2 separate regions of the Mus musculus genome follow, and region 2 is linked to region 1. A link is a contact called in public HiChIP or PLAC-seq data. All regions are on one chromosome and are shown on one strand. The core of a region is the stretch at or near the end of the contact, and the rest is flanking DNA. Distances in the headings are between cores, read along the strand shown. Region 1 overlaps Gm46948 (a long non-coding RNA gene). Region 2 holds the start of Col1a2 (collagen, type I, alpha 2).

Region 1 (6,102 bases), core at 919-3,418:
GGAAGTCTACCAAGGCTGAAAATAAGTGGAATTCAGCATGTACTCTTCATATCAGTCAAGATCTAGCATTTAATAGAAGAGATAGGTGATCAATTATTTATGTCACTCACATAATTTGTAAGTTAAGTCAGGCCAGTACACAGAAATAAGCAACAACATTGTTTGGAAAGATAAAACAGTAGGTAGATCAGCTCAGAATAGAATTAATTATGTGTAGAATTAATTATCTGTAATAAATAAGCTAAAGCCACTGTTATTTCCCTGAGAGGATACAGAAAGCAGTCAGTTCAGACTAAATAGGTCTACGGTGATCAAGGGTTCCAGTTCCATCTATGTCACCATCCTAACCATCAGCTCACAGTCAAACCTGGTGCCTAACAAAGAGAGGAAGGCAGAAAGATAGAAAGATGGAGAGCAAATCCAAGTCCCACAGAAGTCACTTGTGTTAAGTAGTTCTCTTGAAAGTTGCACTCATTGCTTCCATTTTCCTCGATAAATGTTGGTTTCATGACCAGGTCTAAACCCACCCCACCCCCCTGCCAAATTTAGAAAATGTCACTTATCCAGCTTGCTGCTCCACTAAGTATGAAAGAGGGCCTGTCACTAGAAACCTGAATGGCACCTGGCAGGCATGGGAATGTCACCCCAGAGAAGTAGGAAGAAATATGCAAATAAGTAAGTAAACTTAAGCCATATTACTAATTTGTGAATTATACATAGGGGAATATGTGTGGTAGATTTATATTTTGGTAATAATAGAATGTGGTACATAGAAATAACCAATTAATTACTTCTACAATCTTCATTTAAATTATATAATTAAATAACTTATTTTAATTCAAAGGCAGAAGAGACTTGTAGAAAGTTTATAAACAGAATCAAGGCATTTACAAAGAACTTGAGCTTCAACATATTTGAAAGTTTAATTTAATGTAGTTAAGATTAACTTAAGTAATTCAAAACACATTACTTGCTAATTAGATAGCTTGGGGTTTTCAAAAACTTAGCCTCTTTAAATTTATATATTCGGCTTAAAATATTTAAACAATTTTAATTAATTATGTTTCAAATAATTACTTGAAACTGATTGCTGAATTGTTATATTTTAATACAATAATACGATTTCTAAATTGGATGTAAGATACTAAGGAAAAAATTAAGATATTAAGGAAAAATGAAGTTAAACAGTAATTTAAAACTACAAGGTTTAAAATCAGAAATTATTATGGGAACATTTGGATTATTCTGGGTGATTTTGATGAACATAAAAGATTCTTCTAGAATTTGCATCTAGGTGACTTCCTATGTAATTTTTTTGTGGTGTGTGTGTGTGTGTGTTTACATGAAGGTTACACATATAGAAGCCAACTTCAAATGTTGTTTCTCAAATAGCAAACATCATGTTTTCTGAGCTGAGGCTCTCACTGGCCCGAAGCTCAGCAGTGGGAGGGCTGGATATGGAGCTCTAGGGAACTGTGTGTCTCTGCCACCCTGCCTGTGGATTGTAAAGTACACTCTACTAAGGCTGTTTGATTTTGTCTTTGTTTTGTTTTGTTTTTATGTGGGTTCTTGGGGTTAGGCGCAAGTCCTCACATTTGCACAATACTTTATCAACTGAGCTATCTACCCAACTTTTTCCAACAAGTCTTAAAGTAGCAACCCCAACGCTAACTTCTTCATAAAATTCAACTGCCCCAGGCAATATTTCCTGAACACATCAGTGCATTTGACACATCTTGGATGATGAGCATCTCATTCCATTATATTTATCTCCCTCAAATAAACCATAAAGCAATACTGTCTTATACATTGTGGGGGTGGGGGAGAGAGAGAGAGAGAGAAAGAGAGAGAGAGAGAGAGAGAGAGAGAGAGTCTAATATAGACCAATGAACTCCAGAGCCAAGCACAGACAGAATGCAATTGAAATGGAATCTTTGTACTCCATTCTGATCCAGTGCACTCCTACCAGGGGCCAGACATCAACAGCATCTCTACTTAAGGAAGGGCAAGCTCTCCTCCCCACCTAGTTCCCAGTTACTGTGGCAATTAAATGGATAAGAAGTCTCATTATTAATCACTTTTGTCCATGGTTCATCTAGCACCACAGAAAAAGAACTGTCTCTTCCAGCATTTTCTTTCAGCAGGCCCTTAGCTGTGTGTTCACTTGCAAGTCATTACACATTCTCGCAGGAATGAAATGTGTTTTGGTTGGAAATAGTCCCAGCAGACCCAGAGGGTGGGCATTTGATTCCTTGATGAAAAGCCAAATCCACTGTCTGCAAAGGAACATTTTTTTTTTTAAGGCAAAGGACCATTTGCTCCAGGGCCCAAAATCACACCAATTTCAACCCCAGCTCTGAGCAGCTTGGCAGTGCCACCCAACAGAAAAGGAAAATGACTGTGAGTTCTTTATTCACAAAAGAACTCAGGAAACAACTTCAAATAATTCCCCAACCCAAGACAACATTTTGAGCAGGATTATATAAAGAGGTACTTTGGCAAGATGCTTTAAAGAACATTTAATGTACGAGGAGATGTCACCGTTTCAGATCACAGAGAGGAAAACAAATATCCAAACATCAACAAAAGCCGTTGTTGCACATTTTACCAATCTCTCTCTACCTCTACCTCTACCTCTACCTCTACCTCTACCTCTACCTCTACCTCTACCTCTACCTCTACCTCTACCTCTACCTCTACCTCTACCTCTCCCCCTCCCCCTCCCCCTCCCCCTCCCCCTCTCCCTCTCCCTCTCCCTCTCTCCCACTTAATTATACTGTAAAAATCAAGCCAGCAAGAATTGCTTCTTCACACTTAATCACTATCCTCCGTGGCTGTTGCAATTTTTTTCTTTTTCTTATTATAAAGAAATTTTTCTCTCTGTTGCCTATACTGTTTTCCAGCACATAAATTATCTTCCCTGTGACAAGCCCTAACCCATATTTCCCTGTGAAATCCGTAGCACTTAATGACGATCATTCTCACTTTGCAAACGCTTTAGGAGACTTTTTCAGATCCTGCCTAAATGAAGCCTCTTAAGTCATCTGATGAGCTTAGATTGGCGTTCAGGTCTCTTAGATTTGATTAGCAGATCCCAATGGCCTGCTACTGCTTTCTGAGGCTCTGTGATTTTAGCAGTAGGGGAGGAGGACAAAGAAGGAAAACAAGAATAGCTATCTGGATAATGGCAGGAAGCAGCCTAAAAAGGGGACATATACCTGCCCCATGCTCTATAACTGGATACAGTCATTAGCCATAGCTGCATGGTCATTTGAAATGGAGACCTTGACGCTTCTTATGGTAGGTAGCCTCTGAGTTGAGGCCAGTAAATAAGAGTCTATTCATCTTCCAGCAAGACTCGGAATTAGTCATCCTAGCCTGTGGTTCTCCCTTTCTGAATCTTCCTGACCTTTCTGCTTCTTAAACAATCAGTACCGCATGACTATGGTATGCTTAGGTCTTGTGCTCACTGTCCTCGCCAGGAGAAAAACATAATGCATTAGCTACAGCCCTGAGAAAACAGGCTCTGCTCTGAAATCGAAAGCCATTGTGTCTCCCACGTTGATGACACTCTCCCACCGTCTCTCACACTCTCAGAAAAGTTTTATTCCAGGCATATGCTTTCAAAAAACACGTACCTTACCAGGCACTAACTAGATTTGGGGTTTCCAATAGTTCTTCAAATTAGTAGCCAACACATACCCAAGAGGGTTAAGCTGGAGCTGTTTATCTGGCAACACAGAGACTATCTGCCACTCTAATGGCAAAACCAAAGCTTGGGCATGAGATTTCATCATTGCTCTTTCCTGCCCTAAGCAGTCAGATGATGTGGAAGGGAGGAAAATAATTAGAGATGAATAAATAATAATAGCAACATTGTAGAGCATGCCACTGTTTCCCTAATCCTTTGAAACATTGGAGTAAAACTTTAAAGAAGTTTTGTTGTTGTTGTTGTTGTTGTTACTGTGTTCATGTTGGAAATCTGTGGGGTGGGAATTAGAACATTTTGTTAAGTTGACCAAACTTATAGGCATCAGGAGTAGAACAGAGATTGGGACTTCTTATGCCAGCACTTTTGCTCGTCATCGTAACCATATCCATGCCTCCTCCTAACAACAGCCACAACTTGACCCATTCCCAACCTTCATACAAGGCTCTGCCCACACTTCTTCCCTGATGCTAGACTCACACATCTGATGGAATTTCACTAATCAAGCCATACAGAAGAAAAGATATCTATACAACGAAAGGGTTGTACATATATTATGAGACACATATTAGAAAATAAGCAAACAGGAGCACTGCCTCTTTCAGAAAATATCCCCCTGGTAGGTACTCAGGGCAGTCGAGGCCTTCCTGCGGAGTGGCCTCAAATCCATCATCCTGACCCTCATCCACTACCAGAGCTCTGAGATTACAGCTTTGCATGGCTGTGCCTACTTACATGGTCGCTTCGCCTATCACCTTCCCTCATCCTAATGCTGACGTCACTCGAAAACTCCTGGTTTTGATTCATACTCAATGGATAACTCATTTCCACTATCAACCTTGGCCTGATCCTTCTGGCCAGGAGTGAAGTCCCCCATTCAAGGCTCCTCCAGCACCTATACCTGGCTTATTATTATTATTAATCACTGACCACACATTCATACTTCTTTACCCTTCTTTACTGACTTTTTCAGATTCCAGTCATCACATCTGCTTTGTTTCCTATGTCATCCTGGACCTTGTATGAATAACTTGAAAAGAGTGTGGGACTGGCTAAAGAAGCATTGCTACTCTTGGCTGCATTAAGCACTGAATTCCAAGGTACTCTTTACAGAAAAAGATAGAGATGTCTTCCTTCTATAAACTCAACAAAACACATCAGTGGCTTCCAAGACGAATCAACAGTCCTGTTACAGCCCTTTCTTTTACTATAATTCTTTCTTTCTCTCTTTTTTTAAGCCAACATAATTTTTAGATTAATGATAACATCGTGGTCATTATTTTGCCACTTCAGTAGATGAGCGTCTGAGACAATGAATACCAGGACCGGCCGTCATCTAATCAAGACCCAAGCAGCACTTGTCATGAGGTGTGATGGCAGCCACCCCACTCGTCAGCATTATTGCCATTATACCGAAGAGGCAATAATGGGGTGAGGAATTGTTAAGTAGAATTCTTTAAACTGTGTAATTTTACCCTTCACCACTGATTAATTTACCAGCCGCACATCCTCTGCTCCAGGGTATATGGATTTAGAAAAAAAAAATGAAATCCATGCTAACTATGTGAATTTATGCACAAACAATTCTTTTTGGATGTTCACCTTACAAAAGTCGCTAATTCAGGACATCACTTTTAATCACCCCAATCAATACTACTGATTAATCTGCAAGTTCTTCAGAGTCAGATAACTGGACAGACCAATTTGTTGGATAGCTTTTAACATAATGGGAAGGATATTATATTAGTTCCCAGACAGATTAGGGTCTATTGAGAATGGATGTTTGTATTATTTTTCCGTGAAACTAACCATAGGACTTGATGACCTATTGTTGAGTATGTGAGCTGGAGTATTCAGCTAAAACAAAATATGAGAGATGAAAAGCATCAGCTACTAACAAAATGCCCTCCTTCCAAACCCCCATTTCCCAAAAGGAGCCACTTCAACCCATTCCCAGATGAGCAAACAGGGGCACTGATGGGGCCCCAATGTATTCTGATAATGTAATGTGACAAAAGAAGCTAAACTTAGGGTTAGACTATAAACAGCTACAATTGACTTCATCTCAATTTAATGGTCGCAAGGAAAAAGTGCCTCTCTCTGGGATTCCGTGTGTAAAACCTGACGGGAACACTGGCTATCAACCAATACTCAGGGGTTGAACCAATCCTTATTGCCAAGAAAAAAAAAGAACCACTGTGATTAATCAGTCATAAACATGATGATACTGTCAGGAGAACCGTATATAGGTATCCTTTACAGAATTGGCACAATGATGATTTCTTAAGATGAAAGGGGATGCTGTGAAGACAGAGGGAGCGAGGTACTCCTGTTATTTCTGCCCTCAGTAGGTTTGGCACAAGGTTCAAGGCCAACCTGAGCAACATAATGAG
Region 2 (6,102 bases), core at 2,146-4,645, 75 kb after region 1:
AGCACAGACCTAGATAGTGCTTGAGTGAACTGGTTCCAGTTCTACTTAGACATCCAGAGAAAACCAAATGTCCTATTTGGCATGATACGCACCAAGAATCTCTAGGCCTTCCAAAGAAGTATAATAGCAGAAGGAAGGCCGACATCATATCTGCTCAGCTTTCACCGGTTGCTAAAAGCTCTGGAGAGCTTCTTTTCTCTCCTCTAAAAATGTTGCAGGGATATGAACACAGGAGTCCAGTCATCTAACAGCAAAGTCCAGAAGGCTTTGGTTGCTCCCTACTCTTCCCTCTCTTTTCTCATATCCCATCTGGACCAGCACAGACAGATCAGTTCAGGTTTTGTTTCTCTCCTCCCAGTTCCCTCAGCCTCACCCCCAATTCTCACTGACAACAACAAACAACTAACTAATAATGTGTTATTTCATCACATAAAATATTTAGCCAACATCTAGAGGCAAGTATTAGAGAATGTTAGAGAGTGCCTGTCTCCAATAGGTGACTGTCCAAACCATCCATAAATGGCTGATATTCCAGTCTCTAGTCTCTCTCAGTCTCTCTCTCTCTCTCTCTCTCTCTCTCTCTCTCTCTCTCTCTCTCTCTCTCTCACACACACACACACACACACACACACAAACAGGAGGGAGGACAGCGATACAGAAAGAGACAGACAGACAAACAAGGAGATAAGGACAGATGGAGAGAGAGAAGAAAGACATAGATGAGACTGAGAAGAGACAGACAGACAGACAAACAGACAGAGACAGGCAGAAGAGAGGAAGAGAAAAAGAGAGAGGAGACAAAGACACAGAAGGAGACAGAGACAGAGACAAAAGAGGCAGAGAGACAAAGGAAGGAAATGAAGAGAGAGGAAACAGAAACACAGAAAGAGACAGGGGGAGGGATGAAGAGAGAGGGAGAGAAAGAGAGATAGAAAACAAGACACAGAAAAAGACAGACAGACAGACAGAGACAGGCAGAAAGAGGGATGAAACAGATAGGGAGAGAGGAAAACAGGGAGAGAGAGGGCTCTTGCCTTGCCCTCACTGCTCAGTCTGGGGCTTTCCACCAAGTGCTGACTCTGCCGGCTGCAAACCCTGCCACATCAGCAGGGAGGGAGCCTTGCAGCACTTGGTATTTGCATCAGTTTCCTGGAATGCTTTACAAGTTATCAGTTCTTCACTCTGGCCCAGGGTGGAGGGGCTTATGTTCTTGTGTTTGAAACTTGGTTTCTCTGATTCTCAAAAGCCAACCAAGTAGATTTGCTTTTCTTTCTTTTGCTTTTTTTTTTTCTAAAAATTATCCCACTTTCAACGGCTGTTCTAGGCTTGAGACTATTTTGACAATCACAGAAAGCCACTGAGCAAAGTGGAGTGTCTAAGGAGTAGCTAGTGCAAAGCAAGGGACTTGGCTAAGTTGTCCCCAAGGAGAGTTATCCAGTAATCAACCTGAGGGACATTTAGGGGGGTTCTTTCATAAATCTGTTTTCTTACCTACCCAAGTCTTTTGTTCAGAAACAGCACCTGTCTTTCAGGTGCCTGAGACATAGACACAAATGACAGTCTCTAAAGTCAAGCCAGCACATCGACAGAAATAACTTATGCTCTTATTAATGAAGAAGAAGGAGGAAAGAGAGAGAGAGAAAGAAAGAAAGAAAGAAAGAAAGAAAGAAAGAAAGAAAGAAAATCAGATGTGCAGTCTTGAAATGCTTTCTTTGCTCAGTACTTTTTCAAAAAAAAAAATTCCCTCCACATTATTTAAAAAACAAAACAAACAAACAAAAAACCCAAAACTCTTTCTCATCTAGCCTAAAAGAGACTTGAACTGCTGGGGTGAGAGGAATTGGGGGAACCGGGAACCGCTCAGAAGAAAAGGGGGGAGGAGGGGAGGGATTGTGGGAGGAGGTGATCTGGAGGGAGGATTTAAAGTGAATAAGTAAGAATTAAATTAAATTTTTAAAAATGCTTGTCTCTCAAATCAGTGTTTTTCACAGGATTGAAATAACCTTATTGAAATGTTTATTCTCTTCTATTTCTAGCATTTTTTTTAATTTAGAAAGAGAAGCCAGTTAGCAATATCCAGAACCTTTTGCTTATAGCAGCTGCTGATGGAGCTAACCTACTTAGAAATTCTTCCTCACCGGGAAGTCGAAAGGGGGAAGGTTTCCCAAGGAGTTCGCCAGTTCCTTCTTCATGAACATAAAAATGGCCTAAAGATGCTGTGTCTGCTGTGACTTTGGGGACATAATGAGAGTCTGAATAGGTCTCTCCAGCCTCATGATGGATGCTCGGCAGGCCAAGAGGAGCCTGCGGCCCCGGGTAACTTGGAAGACTCCAAGAAACTTTGGGAAGGAGAATTTACTATGTCTCTGCCGCTGTCCTGGACAGCCAAAGTCTCCTACTCCAATTCTTCAGAGTCAAAGTCTCTTCCCAAGATGGGGAGAGATTGCATCTGTTCTGGAGGGGACAGCTTGGGATGTTAAGGAAGAGGTTGTATACGCCCTAGGGATGATGGGAGGTGTGAAGATGCAGGCAGGGGTGCCTGGCAGTGGCTGTGGAAGGGGTCATAAATAGGCAGCAAGGCCAAGAAGGCTGAGTGTTCACTGATCTGTTATCTGATCCAGGCTCGGCATCTGAGTCTGGCTGGTAATCCTTCATGGGGTCTGTACATGGGGCTGGAAATGGGGCTTAACCAAAGTAAATGTAATAATGCACAGTTTATCTCTTGATGCCTGCTCCCCTCATCAACGAGAGAGAGGGGGGTACAGACAGAGAGAGTCAGAGAGAGGATGGAGGAGGGAGGGAGGAAGGGAGGGAGGAAGGGAGGGAGGGAGGGAGGGAGGGAGGGAGGGAGGGAGGGAGGGAGGGAGAGACAGAGAGATAGAGAGACAGAGGAGAGAGGAGATTATGGGCACACAGGCCCCCCCAAACTGGGGAAATTAGGGGGCAGGGGTGGAGCCAACCCATGAGGGCAGCTCTAGAGCTCGCCACGCTGTCACCCTCCTCCCCTCACACCCCAGCCCCCTCCAGCCTGCAGATGGCCCGCAGGGCACAGAGTGAAGCGGGACTGGACAGCTCCTGCCTTTTCATCTTCGGCCTCCAGGTCCCTCAACACCTGCCCCGCCGCCCGGAGATCTGTAAAGAGCCCACGTAGGTGTCCTAAAGTGCTTCCAAACTTGGCAAGGGCGAGAGAGGGCGGGTGGCTGGGGAGGGCGGAGGTATGCAGACAGGGAGTCAGAGTTCCCCCTCGAAAGCCTCAAAAGTGTCCACGTCCTCAAAAAGAATGGAACCAATTTAAGAAGCCCCGTAGCCACGTCCCTCCCCCCTCGGCTCCCTCCCCTGCTCCCCCGCAGTCTCCTCCCAGCACTGAGTCCCGGGCCCCTAGCCCTAGCCCTCCCATTGGTGGAGACGTTTTTGGAGGCACCCTCCGGCTGGGGAAACTTTTCCCATATAAATAAGGCAGGTCTGGGCTTTATTATTTTAGCACCACGGCAGCAGGAGGTTTCGACTAAGTTGGAGGGAACGGTCCACGATTGCATGCCTGCGCCCGCCAGGTGATACCTCCGCTGGTGACCCAGGGGCTCTGCAACACAAGGAGTCTGCATGTCTAAGTGGTAGACATGCTCAGCTTTGTGGATACGCGGACTCTGTTGCTGCTTGCAGTAACTTCGTGCCTAGCAACATGCCAATGTAAGTGTCTTCTGCTTGTTTGGGGGAGATGAAGGAGAGAGGCTGGATAGGTGGGCACCCTTATCTCAACAGAGGGAAACTTCACACATTCATTCCACATACAGCTTGTGAGGTCGCCCTCTAATCTGTCGGAGAAAACACTAGGGTTCACGAGATACATGGGAAAAGAATGGAAATATGAAAGACTTGACTGTTGCCAAGAGTTGGGGGAAGTTTTTCCCTTAAAACTAGACTGTTAGCCCGGATGCCCCGGTTGGTGAAGCTCACAAAGAGGCAAAGAAGGTTGCCTCAAGATATAAACCTGGCTGACAGCATGAACGACTGAGAGGGCTCCACTCTTCAATTCCCAGAATTATGCCCGTGGTCACGTTGTGAAACTTGAGGCCTAGTTTAGAAAGCCCCGTAATAGAATAATACAAAACTCACAGGACTCCATTTTCTTGTGGGCGGCCGAGTTGCTCTGGATGACGTTGATGAAGATAATGATAAAAATACGCCCCCTGGAGGGGGTAAAGTGCAGGAACAGGGACCAGGCCTTAAGCGCTAGGAATTCCAATTAAAGACTTCCCAGGTCCATGGAGTAATTTACATTTCTGGGCCATATGTAAAGAACCCAGATGGTGTATCTTGAGAAGCGGGCTGCTTCGGCCTCAGCTTTTATCTTCTGAATAGTCAAAGCAGCGTCCCAATCCATTACCTGATCATGGAAATGGTAACTTTTAACTAAAATAAGCTCTGTTCACTTACACTTCAACAAGTTCCCACCTGTAATCACACACGAAAACAACAGATGTGAGAAATATCAACTTCGTCCTGAGATTCAAGAGCCTGGGGATTCTTCTCAGGAGTCTCTTACTCGTTTACCATGTGACTTCAAATGAATCAATTGGGCCTTTTTCTAAAATGTGGGGTATATACTAAATGTGCCAACTTCGAGGCTATTTTCCATTTCTAGGTTGTATAACTAACTAGAATTTCCTGAAGAAAGAATGAAGAAAACCACTTGGGTTTCATCTTTTAAAATGGCTGCCTAATTTAACTGGACAAAGATGTTGGCTTGATGAGTATTCAGGAGGGCGTGGCCACACCCAGACCTTCAGCTACACGCCCCACGTCTGCCACAGCCTAATTTTGAATGTGTATATATTCCTTTCATCCACTTTTATATACCCCTCGAGGATACTAAGAAGTAATTGCATTGTACAAATTAATGTTACAAGTTAATTTTATATGAAACCAGAGTAAGAGGGGATCCCCACAGAAAAATATAGTAGACTTAGGGAAGTAGAGATTTGAAGGTCAACATACATTTTATTCAACATCCAACCACTAAGAACAATAAAGGTTATCCAACACACATTGTCCAAAATGGCTCACAAACTGAGTAATTAAAAGGCACGTTTCCAAAGCCTGTAAGGCTTACTGGCTTCTCTTAATTCAGGCAAACTGTTCTTCCTTCAATGGAGAAAATAAACTAGACATACCATTTATCTAATTGAACAGTGATTCTCATCAATTGCCCTAAAATGTGAATGCAGGAGGTGTCCCACTCTTCTGAGCAGTGACCACTTCAACAGATGTTCTCATTCCAAATGACACACTTTGTGACCACCAAATTCAAGCAATTTTTAGGGGTGAATCATCCTGGAGCAAGTCTGACCGCAATTATATGCCACATGATCCTGTAATTATTATACTGTAGGAATGAAACTCAGTCTTTAAAGTCTTAGGGTAATTGTAGCAAAGAAGTGGGTATTTATTTTTCTCATTATTTTTCAAGATTTTAATCCACAGTTTTCTCTTTATACAAAGCAGAACTTCTTAGGGCACAAATGGGCTGCTCTTTAGTCAATGACCTTACCTCATTGACATGAACTATTTATAGCAAAAATCAGACTCCTGAATCAATTTGCTTTCATTGATGCAAATTAGACCTTTGGGGGAAAGGGCTAAGTCACTTCAATGGTTTACAAAAAAAACAAGCTCTGCTTCAGGATGCAGGCTAACGTTTTCTCAGATTCTTATGCATCATTTCCTTGTCAATCAGAAGGTGATAGCCACCTATTCACCTATGCCACTTCCTCCATAATTGCTGAGCACTGGAGATGTCCTGCCTGCAGACACAGTGATGCTTCATGGCATTTAAAAAATAGTGAATAATTAACTATTTAATTTAAATCTATATTTACATATCAAAACTGTAAACAAGTCACCCTGCGGATCCCTGCTATGTTTTTTTTTACCTGAATAATTTGGGGGCTATTAGAATATTCTGAAGGAGAAACAGAAGGGGTCTTTCAATCAGGTAAATCTACTGTATAGACCTAAGTATCATTTTTTTAATTACCGTTATTGACATATGGAATGATAGCAACTGATGAAATGATACCAATAACTATTTCCTATTCTCTTCTT

Evidence for each region. HiChIP or PLAC-seq counts read pairs in DNA pulled down with a chosen protein or histone mark.
Region 2: a contact with region 1 is called in an H3K27ac HiChIP or PLAC-seq map of embryonic fibroblasts, with 34 read pairs. The contact joins the promoter of Col1a2 here to the enhancer-like site in region 1. A contact is called at or near these places in 1 of 15 datasets of contacts at CTCF or cohesin (the NIH/3T3 cell line), 13 of 484 Hi-C or Micro-C datasets (the MC3T3-E1 cell line, the STO cell line, adipose-derived mesenchymal stem cells and 8 more), 7 of 115 datasets of contacts at active chromatin or transcription factors (craniofacial prominence, embryonic fibroblasts, embryonic limb bud and 4 more) and 3 of 9 other capture datasets (adipose tissue, embryonic tail and pancreatic islet).

What each region holds. Positions count from the first base shown.
Region 1 is chr6:4,428,948-4,435,049 of GRCm38.p6, forward strand. The region is part of intron 3 of Gm46948 (a long non-coding RNA gene); the gene reads right to left. It overlaps Gm33788 (a long non-coding RNA gene), which reads left to right. Exons shown (of 7, transcript XR_377301.4): 2 at 4,683-4,809; 3 at 5,003-5,140. Among named protein-coding and RNA genes, the nearest start is that of Gm33788, 7.2 kb to the left of the region's middle. Within about 2 kb of position 2,169, at least 55 of the 459 cell types and tissues checked have an H3K27ac peak or open chromatin away from gene starts, as enhancers often do. A contact at or near this core is called in the MC3T3-E1 cell line, the NIH/3T3 cell line, the STO cell line and 3 more, where this site is marked.
Region 2 is chr6:4,502,223-4,508,324 of GRCm38.p6, forward strand. It overlaps Col1a2 (collagen, type I, alpha 2), which reads left to right and starts at 3,396. Exons shown (of 52, transcript NM_007743.3): 1 at 3,396-3,687. The coding sequence starts at 3,618.